Regions from separate parts of the Mus musculus genome. Here region 2 is linked to region 1. The links are chromatin contacts, called in public HiCAR-type maps. All regions are on one chromosome and are shown on one strand. The core of a region is the stretch at or near the end of the contact, and the rest is flanking DNA. Distances in the headings are between cores, read along the strand shown.

Region 1 (4,300 bases), core at 1,366-3,865:
AGTTTCTCTCATGACTTCCCCTAAAAGGATGGTCTGAAACGTGGTGCTTTTAGATGAGATAAAACTCCTTCCTCCCTTAAGTTGCTTAGGCTGGGGCATTCATTTATCACATTGTCAGAAATAAATACTGAATGCAGTTCTTTCCAGAGTTTTACTGTGTGTGGGGTTGGAGAGCAGAGAAACTCAAAGGTGATGTGGGTAATACTCAGGGATATTAGAACAATGATGAAATGCAGGAGACATGCTGGTTGTAGGCCTGGTGATCAAGCGTTGAGGTTGAATCTACATTGACCTTTGTGTTGCTTGGTCATAGGCTACCCAGGTAATTCCAGGGGAAAAGCTAGAATGGATCAAGAAGCCCAGAGTAACACATCCAGAATGCTTTTGGCTTTAATAATCAACATAGTGGTACCAGTGTGGGGTTTTCTTTTAACTTGGTGGTATCTCTGTGTGTGTCTTTGTGTGTGCTGTAATAAATTTGCAGTGTATTTTTTAATAATGTTGGAAATGATTAGAAAACAGAATAGAGTTGAAAAGTTAATGCTGTCTTAAAGTAAGGCATAGATTTCAGGAGATTTTTTGAGGAAATGATGAAGGGATCAGGTAGGTAAAGGAAGAGGAAGTTTGTTGGACAAACAGACTCTGCTGGTTGCAACAGGCAGGAGGCACAGAGAACTGAAAATAGGCATGTAGACATTTTAGCTTCTCAGTGGTAGGTGGAAGACCGTGGGGATTTTTTTTTTTTTACAAATTTAAATGCAAGTTTACTTTCTTTCATAGGCATAACTATTATCAATTAACTTGTACATGAAATGTTGATTATAGTAGGAAGACCAATGTTTCCATTGTTTTTCTTTTTTTTTCAAAATTTTTTAGTTAGGTATTTATTTTATTTACATTTCCAATGCTATCCCAAAAGTCCCCCACACGCTCCCCCACCCACTCCCCCACCCTCCCACTCCCACTTCTTGCCCCTGGTGTTCCCTTGTACTGAGGCATATAAAGTTTGCACGACCAATGGGCCTCTCTTTCCACTGATGGCTGACTAGACCATCTTCTGATATATATGCAGCTAGAGACACGAGCTCCGGGGATTTTTATTTTCCTGTTTGTATCTGTGTTCTTTATGCAACACAGGGCATACTTGCTCCCTTTCTCTTCCTTAAGACACCTAGCCACTCTGCCTGCTCCCATATTTCATAGTGATTCTTGTAGGAAGCAGGAGAACACTGGTCACTAGACCAAAGCTTGGCTCAGAATCTAGTTCTCTCACAGGAAGGCACCCATTTGGAGAGCTGAAGTTCTGTCTCTTTCCAGTGATTTGTTCAGAGGTAGAAAGATTAAAATGTTTTGAACCCTAGCTCTCAGGGACACCACTTTGCTATGGAACACCCCACCCCCCACCCTCAAGAAGGCATTTCCCATCTGGCACAATGATGTCTATCCAGAGTCACTATCAAACCTGGCTCATCCTTTTGGAAGAAACAAATGAAGGAGGGGAGGGACAGAAGGATGGAGGGAAGAAAGAGGAAACTCAGTATTTTATTATCTGGAAAGGCTATCACCATTCTAGACAGGTTGAATATGTTTCTGCTTGGGAGATCTGCATTTTGCTTGTAACCAATTCCTCCGTTCCATATTTAGTATTCCACAATGCCGGCCTAGATTCAGGAATAAGTCCAAAATGGCTGAAGGACGGCAGGGTTTGATCGGTTGCCTCTCTCTCTATCACTGAAGTTAATATGATGCTTATCTGAGAGCAAAGGCACAGACAGGGAGAAATTTAATGCAAATTTCATCAGGAGTCTAGTGCCACTTCACAAAATATTGATTAGGTGTCTGATTTGCTGTCCCCTGACAATGGGCCATCGGAATAAACCAATGAGGTGGGCTTGACTCCAGCTCGTCATGGTCATTCGATAACACCAGGCAACCAATAAGGAGCAGCTACCTTCTGATTGGGTGAGACGCCGGTGAAGGGGGAAACCATCTTAGCAACAGCAGAAGATACTGCACACTCCCTGCACAGACGCACAAACACAGATAGCATGCCACTAACCTGCTGCTCTGAACAGTGGTTGTTTGTGTCTCCTCAGGCTTTTGTTTTGCCACACCCCCTCCAAAGGACAAATTTCAGTTCACACAGTACACTGCCTACCTGGTTAGACAGCCCATAATCCTTTTTTAATGGAATGCAGGGCAACATTGATTGCTCTCTCAGCCCCCTCCAACAGTCCCCTTATTAAGAATGAACTTTGATCTTCAGGTAACTGCACGGGCTTTGTTCTGGAAATGTTCTGTTCTAGTCTCCAGGGAGCAGGCCACATCATGGCCCTTCCTGCCCAGCATGCCACAGGGAAGGGGCTGTGGTATGGGACTGAGCCCACTGGCTGGAGGTTAGGGTTTTTTTTTTTTTTTTTTTTTTTCCTCCCTCTGCTTTCGGTAAGAATGGCAGAAGGATTTTGTGAGGCTGGAGCGAGCTTGACAGTGCTTGTTATTTTCCTCTGAAACTTCCTTTTTCATTGTTCTATGACCCCAGAATGCAGAGCCTCAAAAGCTTTCCTGTTTTCTCTGTAACATTTGGCAAGGTTTTCCTCAGCTACCAGGCTCCAAGCCTTTGACATTCTCCTTTGAAAGGCTCCCTGCTTCTGTGTTTTTATGCTTCTCCCGGCAGCTCCCTTGTTCCCCTGATGCCAGCAGAAGGAGGCTGCTTGCCAATCCCTGGTTTTCCCCAACTAGCAGCTGTCATGACCTTCCTGCCTCATTTTTATCCCCTAACCCCTGTCCGGGGGCTCAGGAGGTATCTGCAGGACAGTGGGGACGGCAGACGATGGAGGGCGCATGATTTCCAGTCTCGTTTATTCCTGTTTAAACACTCTTAGTTTCTTTGCTCTGGTGCCTGGTTGCAGCGTGCATCCTTGGGTCCAGGAGCATCTGCCCATGGATTATCCAGTCCTGCTGGCGTTCTTACCAGTGCTCCCTGCCGACAGCTGTGATCCTGTCTGGGTAGAGGAGCCTATGAGAGAGGACAGCCTTCCCTCTAGGAGGCACGCTGCCATGTCTTCTGCCAGAGGGAAGGAAGTTGAGACGATGTCACAGGCATTTTTTTCCCCCAGTCCAAGAAGGATTATCTGCTAGGAAACGGTACCAGCTGTTTTCCATCTTCCTGACTACAAAGCAGAGGGGAACAGCATGAAATGGAAACAGAAAGGAAGAAAGCAAGATGTGAAGACCACTTAAAAAAAATACCAGGGTTAAGAGAACCTGGATTCTTTTTTCAAATGCTCATTTGGGTTTCCTTTGGGGATGGCTATGGTATGCACCCATTAGAATTTTGACGAACTGTGTTCTTATTGGTGCAGTGGCGTGAATATGATGAAGGGCTGGAGTGTAGTTCAGTGACCGAGAGCTTGCCTAGCATGCATGAAGCCCCGAATTCAAATCCAGCACTGCAGTAAATGGATGAACAATGACCTCGGCCATGCCGTGGCAGCATCATGTGATCCTCGAGTCACACTGGTCTAGATTTAAGGCAGCTAATGAGAGGGTGTTAGCAAATTCCCAGCTTCTCTCTACCTTTGGAAAAAAGTCTGTACAATGGAAATCACACTATCGTGTCTTTCTAAGTAATATCATTTGTGTGTAAAATGCTAAGCTGTGGGCTTACCTTGTGCATTTACACTAAAAATGCTGAATCTTGCTGGATGTTGTGGTGCAAGCCTGTAATCCTAGCACTTTGGGGGCTTAGGGTAAAGGATCTGAAATTCCAGGTCAGCCTGGACTGTACAAATAAAACACTATTTGAAAGAAGGAAGGAAGGAAGGGAAGGAGAGAGGAAGGGAGGGAGAGAGGAAGGGAGGGGGGAAGGAGATAAATGAGAAAGAAATCGAGACAGTCAAACCACAGACAATCTTGTTAAATCTTCCAATCCTAGAACTCCCCCAGCTTCATTCCATTGCTAGACATATGGCACAGTAGTGCTAATTGATTGAAAACATTCTGAACATCTACTAAAGCCAGACATGAGACTTTGTATTTTAGGGCAAAAAAAAAAAAAAAAAAGGCAAGCAAATTATAAAATAAGAAGCTGTGGAGGCAAGGCAAAAGTTAAGGGCAATGGAGAGCCCAGGGATGTAGCTAGGTCTACACTCATCTAGTGTGGAGGAAGCCCTGGGTTCCATCCCTAGCCCCAGGCAAACCAGACTTTGTGGTTCACACCAGTGATCTTAGGAGATAGAGGAAGGAAGACTAGAAGTTTAACACCTTCAAAGAAAGCAAACTTGGGATACATGAAGCCTTG
Region 2 (4,394 bases), core at 820-3,319, 170 kb before region 1:
GTTTACTATTTCTGCCATTCTACACAGTAATCACTTTCCTATAGACGTAACCTGTTCTTTTCAAACATCTAGAAAACTGAGGTTTCTGTGCTCAACAGCTACAACAGAGACACAAATGATTTCGTTTCTCAGAAACACGTGACACCAACAACAGGTGAGGTGGTGCAGCTTCAGCCAATGTGCTTTTCCTGCAGTGGGAGAGTAAGCATAGAGGGAGATGACTGAGAGATATGTGGAGCCCGGATGCTAGAAGATACTTCCCATGGAGAGGCTTCAGGATGGGCTGAGTCCAGGCAAAAAGGTCATGCTATCTCTTTGTTTTTACTATGACAGACCCAGTCACTCACCAGCCTACCTTTAACTGGTGGTTTCTAAAAAGCTCCTCCAGGTAACATCTTTGGGTATGGTTTGAATAGGGAATGGTAGATGGAACTTGGCTAGTGTGTTTGGTCACAAACTTGAGACACCCAAGAAGAGGAAACCTCACTTGAGGAATTGCCTCCACCAAATTGGCTGGTTATGTGTCTGTGGGAATATATATATTTTTGATTGTTAATTGATGGAAGGTAGTGGTGGCGGGGCTAGTTCTCTGTGGGCCATGCTACCCTTGGGCAGGTGGTCCTGGGTATAAGATAGGGAGCTGGAGGTGATCTTGGAAGCAAGCCAGTTTAAGCAGCATTCATTATGGGTTCTGCTTCTGGTTCCCTCATGATGGATTGTATAGTTTATGATAAAGTGAACCACCTTTCTCCCCAAGTTGCATTTGGTCAGTATTTTATTACAGCAACAGAAAGCAAACCAGGACAGCTAGTAAGACAGGGAGGAATAGAGGCCATTGGTGGGAGGTAGGGTGGATGGGGACTTTCCATGTAAGATACTTTGGAATGTGGGAGCAAATAATTTATTACCCAAACCTCTAGCTCCCTGGACACATTGCTGTTGGCATGTGTCTTATTTAAAATAAAAACAGAAGAAGAAGAAGAAGAAGAAGAAGAAGAAGAAGAAGAAGAAGAAGAAGAAGAAGAAGAAGAAGAAGGAGGAGGAGGAGGAGGAGGAGGAGGAGGAGGAGGAGGAAGAGGAAGAGGAAGAGGAAGAGGAAGAGGAAGAGGAAGAGGAGGAAGGAAGAAGAGTAAGAAGAGTAGTTCTTGTTTCTTAGAAAAAACTGTGAAGCCAATCCAGGGCATTCAAATACTGCAGTGGGAATGGAAAGGAAGGAAAAAAATGTATTTGGTGAGAATTCAGAGGCTGCTAATTGTCTTTATTGAAATAATACTGAATTAACAACTCAGAAAAGTTAGAAGACATCTTCTTTAGGAGGAGGAGGAAGAGAAAGGGGGAGGAGGAGGAAGGGGGAGGAGGAGAAAGTCCTTGTAAACAGCATAGAAAAATACTATTTGCAAATTTTGCTTTCCTCATCTCAAAACAAAGCAACCGGTGCGTGCTGTGGAGACTCTTAAACACGCTGTCCGCTTTCCTCTTGTGGTTCTAAAATCCTGAAAGTGCCACGCAGTCAGTCTACTCCAGGTCCCAGTCTGCCCTCTCCCCACAACGGGCCCCCACCCCCACTTCCTTTCCACAACAAACACTTTTGCAACCCTTTCTCTGATGAATGGCCAGAAAAGAGATACTGGATGAGAACAATTAGAAACTTTAATGACCCTTCAGGCAGCACACAATTATAAACCACATTCTTATTTTTATAAGGAATTAGCTACAGATTGGGCAGCTAGCTGCCCCTGTCATGCCTTGAAATATTTCTTCTCTTCCTGGCAGAGTTGAGCATGCTGGCACCTCTCTCTCTCTCTCTCTCTCTCTCTCTCTCTCTCTCTCTCTCTCTCTCTCTCTCTCTCTCTCTCTCTCTCCCTCTCCCTTACTCATATATATATATATATATACATATACATATATACACGCGGACTTGCCAATTCCAGCACCTTCAAATGTATTATCCCGTCCTTTCGTCTCCAAGATGACCTGAAATGACCTTTTGCTTGGCAGGAGACGTGACTCAACTGATAATAAAAGAGTTTTGAAGGGGGCGGGGAATGATGGCTAAGGAGGGAGGGGGGGGGTGGCTGTCTGGTCCTGGTTGCTGAGCTGCAAGGCAGTCAGGGAGGGACATGGAAGAGCAGGAAGGGGCCAGATCTCTAATACTGCCATATTTTTTGGCTACGGTATTTTCTGTTATTAATTTACTACATATCACCTATTGCACGAAGGGAGAAGAAAGATTTTTACCCCGCTAAGGCACACCAGTCTCTTTGTTTAACCCGGACCCGAGGCTGCTCAGCCATGACCACTGGGAGGGAGGGAGGGAGGGATGGGGGCGGGGCCGATGTCTGGGCATCCCCCTGCATCGAGGCCCCAGCTCTCCCCCTGGACGTGGGGTCCCAGCCCTGCAGCTTTCCTTCTGTAAGGCTTTGCAGCTGCGAGCACCTTCGCAGAGTAATATGGCTAGCTAACATTGCCCGGTGCGATTCTATTTCACACCAGCAGCCTTAGAGGGGCGTGGGCTTTTCCCAGAATCTTGATTTCTTTGTTGTTTAGGAAAGGCTCAAATTTTCACAAATCCCAGAGAACTCCAAGTAGGCGTCTCAGATAGATTTTAACGACTGGATCCCCCTCGCCTCCACCGACCCCACCCTGCACCGACTTAAGAAGGGAAGGAGACAAAAAAGAACTATTATCTAGGAACTCTGCGAGGTGGCAGGAGCTGCTACAGCCGCATCGCTGGACCTCCCCTAGACTGATGCTCTCTTTTGTAAAGTGCTGTTTTCCCAGCGACTCCCTCTTACAAAGGACATCTTGAGGCACACTGTATAAATTTGGGGTGTGTACACTTTGGCGAATCATCTGCACACCGACAGGGACAAAGGGGAGGGTTTCGGTAGGTGGTTTGCCGGGTGCTTTCAGTCAACTTAAGTAGGCGAGTTGTCCCTGGAGTAAAAATTGGATTTTAGCCACCTGAGCCGAACTTAGTGAGCTGCTTGTGTGTGCAAATGCTTGTGAAGTCCTCACACCAGGCATGGAGTACTCTGGTCCTTTCAGATCATGGAAGCACCTGCTGGAAAGTTGGCAGGGCTGATTCCTCAAGTTCCTTGTCCACAGGAGAGAGATGCTCTTGGCTGAGAGACAGGTACTCTGGGAAGTGCTGCACAGGTTTCTTCCCAATGTAAGAGAATTCACATCTCCTGGCTTTCGTCATTCATTCATTCATTCATTCATTCATTCATTCATTCATTCATTCATTCATTCATCTGCTCAATCAATCATTCATTTATCACAGATACCTTTGTGTTTCAGTGTTAGTCGCCACCAGTGAAAAAGTGCAATCAAAAAATACATTCAGGTTTGCCCTAAAGGAGTTTGTAATGAATATGTGAAACACAAACAAACCGACTTTTAAAGACAAACAAAGGAATGATGCTGTGGTTTTGTAGAAGGAGCACTGCTACCCACGTGACTTCCATTCAGTATCGCCCCTCCCACTCCAGCCCCAAGGATTTCTCTGTGGAGCCCAGTCCTGGAACTCACTCTGTAGTTGGTCTGGAATTTTGAGATCTTCCTGCCTCTGCCTCCAGAGTGCTGGGATTAAAGGTGTGCCCCACTGCCACCCATATTCAGTAATTTTTAATGCTTACATCTCTGTTCCATCCACCAACCAACATGCCTCCCCTTAGTTCCCCCCCCCCAAAAAAAGCCTCTGAAGAGATGGGTGTCAGGGAGCTGGCTGCACGAGGTGCATTGTGGGACATTATGGAAGGTGGTGTTAATTATTATAACTTTTAATCGACTTTGAACTGATAAAGTAGGTGGTTGACTTTTTTATGTCTAGGGTGGATCAAAGGTGGCATTATGAGGTTGATGATTTTTTTCTTCCTTTCTCTATTTTGTTTTTGTTTATTAATTGTGTGTGTGCGTGTGCATGGGTGCATGTGTGTACTTGCTTTAAAATTCTGATCCCCCTGCCTCTGCCTCTACCTCCCAAGTATTGGTCACACTAGGTACTTTTCTGGTTTTTAAATAGACATGAGTCCCACCTACTTCTCTTCCCCATTTTCCAGCCCCCTCAAACAAAACGAACATTACTGCAGAAATGACTGCCTGCATCATGATTTACCAGCATTTGTTCTTATAAAGAGCCATGTTTTCATATTTTCTATGGCTCTGCAGGCCATCGGCCTGTGCTGATTCTGTGTGCCAGGGTGACTTTAGACACTATATAAATGAACAAGGGTGACTGCACCTGAGGAGAACTCTGTGGACACTGAGGTTAGCAGGGCTCATCTAATGCTTACGGGTCATAAACTCTTGCTTTTTTAACCCTTACAATCACTTACACCTATAAAGTCATCTGTGCTTCCATTGTAAAATCAGGCCATTTGCTGTGCCCA

The links. HiCAR-type assays count read pairs that join an accessible place to other places.
Region 2: a contact with region 1 is called in a HiCAR-type map of astrocytes, with 2.1 times the contacts expected there. The contact joins two enhancer-like sites. A contact is called at or near these places in 1 of 15 datasets of contacts at CTCF or cohesin (the NIH/3T3 cell line), 3 of 484 Hi-C or Micro-C datasets (cerebellar granule neurons, embryonic stem cells and nephron progenitors), 5 of 115 datasets of contacts at active chromatin or transcription factors (astrocytes, double positive thymocytes, embryonic midbrain and 2 more) and 1 of 9 other capture datasets (embryonic stem cells).

The regions. Positions count from the first base shown.
Region 1 is chr9:41,444,681-41,448,980 of GRCm38.p6, forward strand. The region is part of intron 3 of Mir100hg (Mir100 Mirlet7a-2 Mir125b-1 cluster host gene); the gene reads left to right. Among named protein-coding and RNA genes, the nearest start is that of Mir100hg, 70 kb to the left of the region's middle. Within about 2 kb of position 2,616, at least 118 of the 459 cell types and tissues checked have an H3K27ac peak or open chromatin away from gene starts, as enhancers often do. A contact at or near this core is called in astrocytes and forebrain, where this site is marked.
Region 2 is chr9:41,271,227-41,275,620 of GRCm38.p6, forward strand. No RefSeq gene overlaps it. Among named protein-coding and RNA genes, the nearest start is that of Gm25401, 66 kb to the right of the region's middle. Within about 2 kb of position 2,070, at least 110 of the 459 cell types and tissues checked have an H3K27ac peak or open chromatin away from gene starts, as enhancers often do. A contact at or near this core is called in astrocytes and forebrain, where this site is marked.